Regions from separate parts of the Gossypium hirsutum genome. Here region 1 is linked to region 2. A link is a contact called in public Hi-C data. All regions are on one chromosome and are shown on one strand. Each heading gives the region's core, a stretch centred on a gene start, on an enhancer-like site or on the middle of the called end of the contact. The rest is flanking DNA. Distances are from core to core; before and after follow the strand shown.

Evidence for each region. Hi-C and Micro-C count contacts between places; a contact is called where the count stands out from the background.
Region 1: a contact with region 2 is called in a Hi-C map of petal, with 1.9 times the contacts expected there. The contact joins two enhancer-like sites. A contact is called at or near these places in 2 of 34 Hi-C or Micro-C datasets (leaf and petal).

The regions. Positions count from the first base shown.
Region 1 is chrD03:41,754,098-41,759,186 of Gossypium_hirsutum_v2.1, reverse strand. It overlaps the pseudogene LOC107949703. Among protein-coding and RNA genes, the nearest start is that of LOC107949701, 10 kb to the left of the region's middle. Within about 2 kb of position 3,581, at least 6 of the 9 cell types and tissues checked have an H3K27ac peak or open chromatin away from gene starts, as enhancers often do.
Region 2 is chrD03:41,591,777-41,596,319 of Gossypium_hirsutum_v2.1, reverse strand. No RefSeq gene overlaps it. Among protein-coding and RNA genes, the nearest start is that of LOC107949896, 8.7 kb to the left of the region's middle. Within about 2 kb of position 3,004, at least 4 of the 9 cell types and tissues checked have an H3K27ac peak or open chromatin away from gene starts, as enhancers often do.

The DNA of each region.
Region 1 (5,089 bases), core at 2,332-4,831, 160 kb before region 2:
TAAATTTGTACTGGGTGCCGGCCATTGACAAGCCAGCACCAAAAAAAAATTTTTTTTAAATTTTTTTCGTATATTTATATCTGACTCTAACACGAAAAAAAAAGAATTTTTTTTTAATTTGTACTGGGTGCTGACCATTGATAGGCCAGCACCCAAAATTTTTTTTTAAATTTTTTTCATATATTTATATCTGACTATGATACAAAAAAAAAAGAAATTTTTTTTAAAATTTGTATTGGGTGCCAGCCATTGACAGGCCAGCACCAAAAATTTTTTTTTTAAAAAATCTTTTCGTATATTTATATCTGACTCTGACACGAAAAATTTAGTTTTTTTTTTAAATTTGTACTGGGTGCCGGCCATTGACAGGCCAACACCCCAAAAAAATTTTTTTAAAATTTTTTTCGTATATTTATATCTGACTCTGACACGAAAAAAAATATTTTTAAATTTGTACTGGGTGCCGGCCATTGACAGGCCTGCACCCAAAAAAATTTTTTTTAATTTTTTTCGTATATTTATATCTGACTCTGACACAAAAAAAAAGAATTTTTTTTTAAAATTTGTACTGGGTGCCGGCCATTGACAGGCAACACCCAAAAAAAACTTTTTTTTTTAAATTTTTTTCGTATATTTATATCTGACTTTGACACAAAAAAAAAGAAATTTTTTTAAATTGTACTAGGTGCCGGCCATTAACAGGCCACCAACCAAAATTTTTTTTTAAATTTTTTCCGTATATTTATATCTGACTCTGAAATGAAAAAAAAGTAAAATTTTTTTACTGTTGGGTCCGGCACCCAAAATTTTTTTTTTTTTTTCGTATATCAGTATTATACAAATTTTTTTTAAAAATACATTGGTTCCGGCCATTGACAGGCCAGAACCCAAAAAAATAATTTTTTAAATCTGACACAATGACTAGCCAATCATTGGTGCAAAAAAAGAGTGAGTACTGTTTATTTTAGATTTTTTTGCTGATTATTTTTGAACTTGAGTTATTTTTACAAATATAATTTATTTTTAGGTTAGTTTGGTAAAAAAACCGATTGTCAAGCCTTCCGGAAAAGATAAATTCCTTTGCAGCACCGGCTACTACACTTGGTTGGGTATCACATGCTTGCAACTCAAAATCACATATTTGATCTGGTTGACATCCGAGCTTATTTGCAATCATCTAGATACAAAAAAAGTAATAAATTTATTATTATTATCAAACCTGTAACAGGAATGCATGATGTCTTGATTTGTTTGTCGTCTTTTCAACCAAACCATTTTCAGCAAACTCTTTATTGAGCTCCACCTGTGAAAAGCGGTTGAACAGATTGAAAAGAGAACAAAGAAAAGCAATTATTAGTCCAGCAGAAATGCAGAAAAAATGATGTTCTAGTCAGTCGTGAAAATGAACTCATTTAAACAAGCTTGAAATTAAACTACGTAATCTATAACTGAAAAGAGAAATATCATGAACTGCCAAAGCTGAAGAAATAATTTGTTAGATGTGAATCGTATGATTCATTTATCAATATATCGTTCAACACTGGCATTCCTGAAGTGGCTTTGGTTCCTGTAACAATATAAATGGATCACTAATCTGTTTGATTGCCGGTAAAATATTTTCCGTAAAATAATTTTTAAAAAATATTTTACTTTTTTGTAAAATGATTTACTGAAAAATATTTTTTGGTGTTTGATTGAATCTATGTAAAATATTTTCTGCTGCTTGGCAGATTTTTTGAAAATATTTTTCGAAAAAGTTATTTTTACATATATTAATATATATTAATAAATTTTTATATTTTAAATTATTTTTACATATATTGCAATGATTTATTTATAATAATACTCAATTATTAAGCTACAATATTAATCGCTATAAATTGAAAAAAACTAATATCAAATAAATTATTTGTAATTGTGTTAAAAAAATAAGTATTGAATAATTAAAAAAACAAGTTACTGAAAAATCGATAAACAGAAGCATTTTTCTACCGGAAATGAAGGAAGGAATGAATGAGGCGATAGAGAGGAGAGCATGGAAAATGTCTTACGGAAATTGAAAGGGTAAGACATTTTCCCTAAAATGTAACCCATTTTCTCTTGTTTTGGAGTTTATTTTCCAAATGGAAAATGTTTTCCGCCAATCAAACGCTGGAAAAGTTAGAAATGATTTTCCAGAAAATCAATTCCGTCAATCAAACAGACCTTAAATGTGCAATATAGTCATATGATATTTTATATTATTAGTTTCTAGTCACGAAGCAGCAGATAACAAAGAAGCAACTATCGAAACACCAAATGCAGACGTAAAAGGCCTTTACCTATTTCACTGGAATAAAGTTTTAAACTGTTGTAGTATGGTTGACACAGGTCCACAATAATAAACGAAGTTAGGATATGGAAATGATGAATAACTAAAATCAGAAATATAGCATGCAATAAAACACGGTAAAAGATGACTTTGTGCGTTGACCTTGAATCCATCATTAACACCCCTACTCACAAGACATGCAATAACAAAGTAATTTCTATCAACAATACTAACAGAGATAGTAAGAAATCAAACTCCTCAAAGAGTAAAGTGAATTAAATCCCACAAAGCAGTTATTTACAACAATCACAAGCATATAGCACTTTGGGAATTCATCTAGGAAGCCTACCTGTCTAAGTGAATTGCCAGGGTAGGGACACACATTATAGGCTCTTCAATTCTAACTAGCCGATGTGAATAGGAAACAGAACCACCCTTCTCCTCTCTTATCATCACCCTTCCTGCAACTGTCTAGTCGCGATCAAACCATGTATGCAACAAACCACCTCAATACATTTGCACACCAACCTCCAGATAACCGGCTTTTTTTACCTAATCATTCCCACAAGTCATTTTTTCTTCAATCATAAATTATTGGGTAAACATTTTTTTACCTCGGAAACAGGCTTCAATTTTAGACAAGGGCTATCAGTATGCGCACTGACTATATGGAATCCATTTCCAGCAACATATCTAAGCATACAAAATATTAGTGGATAAACTAACTAAAACATCATCTAATCACAATAAAGACATAAACTTTCAATCTTTTTATATAGTAATTGACAACAACAAAAACCCCCAATCCCTAGTCAGACCACAGTTCTTCTCAAGTCCATATTAGCAAAAATAAAAGAGAGTAAATTTACTTCCATTTTTACCTGAAATTTTCTTGCCAAACAAATAAAACTACAAAAATAAACAAACAAGTCCTAATATTTGTTTCTTAAGAAAGCAAAAAACCATACTTTTTACCAATAGCAAAAGCAACAATGGTTGAATGATTCCTGGTCAAGAAGTATCTTTTCCCGGCTTCTAATTTCCAATCCTCTCTCTCTACTACTTGTTCATACCCAACCTTTTGCAAACGTGTCTTGGCGTCATCTGTGAATAAATAAATAAATAAAAACACAGCAAAAAGATTCAATAAAACCCAAGTGAAAAATGAATACACAAAGAATATAATTGTAAATTACTTAGATTGAACGGACTTGAATAAGTTAAACTTCCACCAAACAGAAAATGGAGAAGAAAAGGATTACCAACTGCGTGGAAAGCAGTAGGAGAAGCGTTTAAGAAGCCGATGAAATCAGACACAACGGAGCTCACTTCAGTGTCTGCCATGCCTCTTCGTCCCTTCTATTCGATCTTAAACTTAGCTTTAGATTTTGGATTCCATCCATCAAAATTTTCTAATTCCCAGATATCCACTATTTGGGCCAAGACCCAAATTCAAATATGGAACTGATATCACTTAAAACTTAAGGCTATATTTAGACAACACCTAATTACTAAATTATACTTTTAAAATTACAAATAATTGTAATTTTCCAGACGTATTTAATTATATCGTAATTTAATCATATTTGGTAGTACAAATTATAATTACAAGTACATAATTTATAATTTTAAAATTATTAATTATTATAAAAAATATTAGTATAATAAAAATGATTTCTAAACAAGTACCAAAAATTAAAATCAAATCATCATATCTATTATGTTAGTCTAAAAAAGTAGTTGATAATACGAGGTACTGGGTTATCCCCTTTTTTTTTAAATATTTAACATATACTCCTTATTGTCATCTATTGGTCCTTAACAGAGTTTATCATCATTTGAATTTGAATTGCATCATTAAAATTATTAAAATTTCCTTCTCCTATGTACTCTGAAGTATGGATCAACTCAATTCTACTTATAATTTTAAGCTATCAAATATGCAACTTGCTAATACGATTCAACTTTATTATGCTATACTAAGGTTATGTTAATATAAGAAATATTATTTTAGAACAACAAATGTCTACTCAACCACATTTCAAAACTTAAATATCTCAAATTAAAGAGTTCGAAAGTTGTCTATGGTGCTTGTGTTTGACACTATTCTCTCAAATGGTATCATACTTCACGATAGCATCGACCTTATAATTTTTGAGTTCAAAATCTAAATAATCTGTAGCTTTAATTATAAAAAACTTATATAAACTTAATTTGGAGAAGATTTATCCTAGGTTATATCATTTTTTTATAATAAGTAAATATATAAAATTTAAAATATATAATCTTTATAAGAAAATGTTTGATGAATTATCAAAAACTTTTATAACAATTCTTCTAAATAATATAATTATGTTTATCATAACTTCATAAAGTTATTTTTTATAAATAATTTATGATAAAAAACTATAATATTTTTTTATACATAAGCATATTATTTTTATAATATATAGAATGGATATATAAATAAGTTATGTCTAAATTTCACCATAAATTTTTATAAATAAATATATTATAACATTTTTATAATAAATAACATTTTTTTACCATAATTTTAGAATTTTTTGGGATTTAAATAATTTTTTTGTTATAACTTTATAAAATATACAAATTATTTTTATAATATAACTTTTTAGAATTTATAATATAAGAAATTTTTTGTCATAATCATCCCTAACACCCATATATTTTTATACTTATAATATAATTTTTATAACTTTTATAATAATTTTTAAAAATTGAATTTGGGTATAATTACCTGCATAATTACTTCAATTC
Region 2 (4,543 bases), core at 1,755-4,254:
AATATATAATAATTCTAGGATCTCTATAATATTATTATTCCACTTATATATAAAATTACTTGAAGTGGAATTGGAATTAACCATTAGATTTGACGAAGAAGAACACAACAGTAAATTGGTTTCTCTCTAGCAACTTATTTCCTTTTGTTACACAAACCCTAACGATGGAGGTCAAAATGTTCTATTAGTTTATGTGTGTAACCCTAATAAGTAGAGGGATGATCAATTTATAATGATAAAATTTTAATTTAATACGCCCACCAAATAACCAAATCAACATATAATATTAAACTTTTTATTAAGATAAATAATTTAATCACTTAAAATTAAGTCACTTGAATTTAGATGTAATCGGGTCCATAAATTTGAACTAAAATAATTCGGAAATAAAAGAAAGAAGGATGGTTGGAATGAGACTTTGCATAGCTGTCCATCTAGAGGAAATTTTATTCAATTTAAACACTTTTTTACCGTCTTATATTTACATTAATACTCTCTTTTGATTCACTAGAATACATCATAGAGTTTTTACTGGTTCATAGAAGTTTAACTTCGTTAATCAAGAGTATTATTTCTGTTAAATTCTTCTAACTTGGGACCTTAGGCCACCCCTTTTAATCATTGAATAAAGTTGGGAGTCTTTATTTTTTAGTTGTATGCGTGAAGTACATTATCAGAGTAAAAGTTTTCTTTTGGTTTACTTTCAAGTCTTCCGAAGTTATGGGTCTTCAAGTTTTCCAACACTGGTGATTTTAGTTTTTGTAAGGGTTTCATAGGGGTCCAAACTCATTCATTGACATTTTTTGGATACAAGTTATCCTAGGCTTTTGTAGGAGTCATTCTATTATATTCTTCTATTTCTATTTGTTTGATTTGAATCTGACTTATTTATTTCCACAAATTCACTTGGAGCCCGAGTCTCTAAATTCCACCTTCGCCAAATTCTTAAATAAAGTATGCTATCTATTTTCTTTTTCTTTTACATCTATTTTGAGTTTGTGGTTTATCGTGCTAAATCTTGAACTTCAACATCACCATAAGTTCAACGATAGAACACAAAAATTTATGAGAATTTACTTTCCATGCATACAACGTTTACTCTTTTGTGCTTCTAATTTTTAAATTTTGTTATTGGTTAATTTATCATTTTGAAACCTTCGATTGTTTCTTGCGTAATGAACAATTAAATTTAAATTTGTGTTGATTGAGTCTTAAATTAATTGATATTGTTGTAATAAATAAAAAATTTGTGGGTTTAAATATATTTAAACGCGCATTATCTTTTAATTTAAGAGTTTAAAACAATATGAGTAGTAGTAGAAATTGTATAAATATTTTTTAATACAATTGAAAATCTTATTTTTAGAATTTATAAAAAATCCGTTTATATTATTTTTAGTTTAGGAAATAGAAACATAACTGCATTAGATGTAACAAATTGGAAACAATGAAGTGGCAATTATGATGGCCGTGATAGCGATAACAAAACATAACATGATGACAACCATATAGGATTTATTATTCATAAAAAATGGTAAAAAGGTTATCAAATTCAGGCTTGTCGAGGGGGATTGTTGACTACGGAATCATTTTTAAATTTTTATTTTTTTTACATTTCATCTTGTAACAGATTTAAGGGATAATACTTTTTATTATTAACGGTTTAGGTTAACTGTCCAAAAAATAACACTTCAAATTTTTTTTTAAAAAAGAACGGATTCAAGTTAATGACAAACAAGGTAAACAAGTTAAGGAAAAGGAAACAAATTCAACTTATTGAAAGTGAGATGAAATTCTTAGGGGTTGAATTTAAATTTACATATTTCATACATCTAAAATTTATGTAATTATTCGTGTAATAGATGTTAGACAATTGTGTGTGTTTAAGCTCTTAGAACTTCCACTCTGTTCATGATAATATTTAAATATAAATATGTAATTAACAAGTGTTGAGTATACTAATAAGATATATTACAATTTAAAAAGAGAATAAGATATATTACAATTTAAAAAGAGAATATGTGTTCAAAGTTTAGAGATAATTTTATTGAGAGGGGCAGTCACGAACCCCAAATGTAAACTGTAAAATAAACATTGAAGAGACCAAAAAATAAAAATAAATTTGACTTGCATCATGATATATAATCTATTTCATCTATCTTATATTATATTTAAATTGTTAACTGTTTTAATGTCATCTATCAATCGGGTCCAATTCAATTATCAATTAACAAAAACCCTTTATTTTATGAAATAATAAACATTATTATGAGAGTAAATTTATCATTTTAAATCATGTGAAATCTAGAAAGATACAAATTTGAACACAAAACATTCATTTTCAATATTTTAACTTCACCAATTCAATCAAAACCTTTTAGTTATATATGAATTTTTAATAAAAATATTTGTTAAATAAAATGCATCATGATATATAATTTTAATTAAAAATTAGAGATATCTTCAAAAGGGTTCATGCAAATTTTAGCCCTTGAACTTGATAACTAGATCTACTTTGATACTTGTATTTTTTTGTCCACTTTGATACTTGAACTTAGGTCTATTTTGATTCCTGATTTTGGAATGATGTAAAAGTTTGATGATGTGGCACTTTGATATTGTGTCATTGTTAGAGTTGTGTGACCCGAATCCCGTTTGATCTGGCTAGAAAAGTTCAAGATGCAACTCACTTGTTAAAGAAATCAAATAGAGAGGCAAAATTGGGGATCTGTGGATGCGAAGGTCTGAGGGTTAAAAATTTATGGGCCTTGCCGCACAAGTTGAATCTATATAGGACTATATTTCTTTTATTATACATTGATTAAAAAAGGATTTTTTTAGTTAATTACAATAACAAGACAAAACTCAAGCAACAAACACAACTAGCACGACTTGAATCTAGGCCACACTTGGGGCGATAAACACCATTGATCATCAGGCCATCACATGGGGTTAAAAAGAAAAAAGAGTTGTTTAACCCTTAAAAACAGAGCATAGCCAAAAGCTTCTTGTATTGTTGTTTTTCAGCTTCAATGAATTTATCTTCCCCTACCCATGGTTTTTCCTGATAAGGGTTTTTCACGTAAAATCTACGTATTCTTATTTTTTTTCTTATTACTTTGCAATCATTCCTACTGTCATTATTGATGTATAGTATAACAACTATATCATTAGATTAACTATTTTACAGATAATGACGTGACATAATATCATAATATCACATTATCAAAATTTTATATTTTTCTAAATACAAAAATTAAAATAAACCTAATCGTTGAGCTGAAATACAAAAGTGGAGCGCATAACAAAATAGACTTAATTATATTAACCCTAATCAAAATAATTGTTTTATACCGTGTTTCTTAGGGAATGAAAACGGTGGGCGAGGTTGTTCCTTAAATCTTTTATCTTTATTCGGGATGACCCAACTAGAATAAAAATCACAACGCTGCTTGGCTCAAGATTTGCCAATTGTCCCCTTGGCAGCTCAGCCCTCCACATTCAGTTATCATTTTCTACCAACAACTCGAGTAGCTCCCTTTTCTCTTTTTTCTCCACCACCAATCCGAAGCCGTACGATTCAAAATCATCGAATGATCTTTACTTTTGGATTCGTGGGCCCCTCTAATCTATACGGCTAGGATTCTTCCATCTGTAGTGATCAAGTTTAAGCAATGGGGTCCAACATGAACCCAATTTGACTTTGCTGAATTACTGAACAAGTAATCTCTCTGCCTCCTTTTTTTTTAAAACCCTCGACAACTGTTGTAACGTGCAATAAATCTAGTGGCTCATTACGATCAGCTTGGTCTTAGTACGTAGGAATCTCCCTTTTTCTCTTTCCTGTTTGGATGGCTCATTAATTTTCACACACATCAACAGAGCTGTTGTGAAACTTACGACCCAATAATGTCGACCAAAAAGGTGGGCAACTAAGGCTAAATAAGAGGCTTTGAAGTCTAATCACATTGTTAAATCCCACATTACCAAGAAAAGAAAAACAATGTAAAAGAGCACAAACATCTTTTTGTCGTACCAAATTTGTCTACTGGGTTTAATTAATATTTTATTTAACTAAAATTTTAGTTTTAAATATACCGTAGATTTTTTATATTATTAGTTGATATATTATTTAATTATTTAACATGTATTATGTCTCACCTCCATCCCTTTAAGTATATTGTTGGGTTCAATTTTCGCTCATGAAAATAGAGTACATATTTTATGACTAGCCATTTACTTCTTCGAAAGTCACTTGTAATGAAGGGATTAGTCACTATTATTGATGATGGAAACCTTGGTTACGACCAAAAAAATATACATCTATATCTATATTTTTAATAAAAAGACTTTGTTGGTGTCATGAGTTAACTTGACACAGTCTCAACTAAGAAAATGTAAAAAAGAAAAATTCCAGAACAAACAATTTCTTTATTAAAAAAAGATATCAAATTAAAAGAAACTTCTTATCTTTTACTTTAAGTATTCATGTTATTAATATTAATATATCTACTTCTACTCTTATTTTTGTTTTTGTATAGAG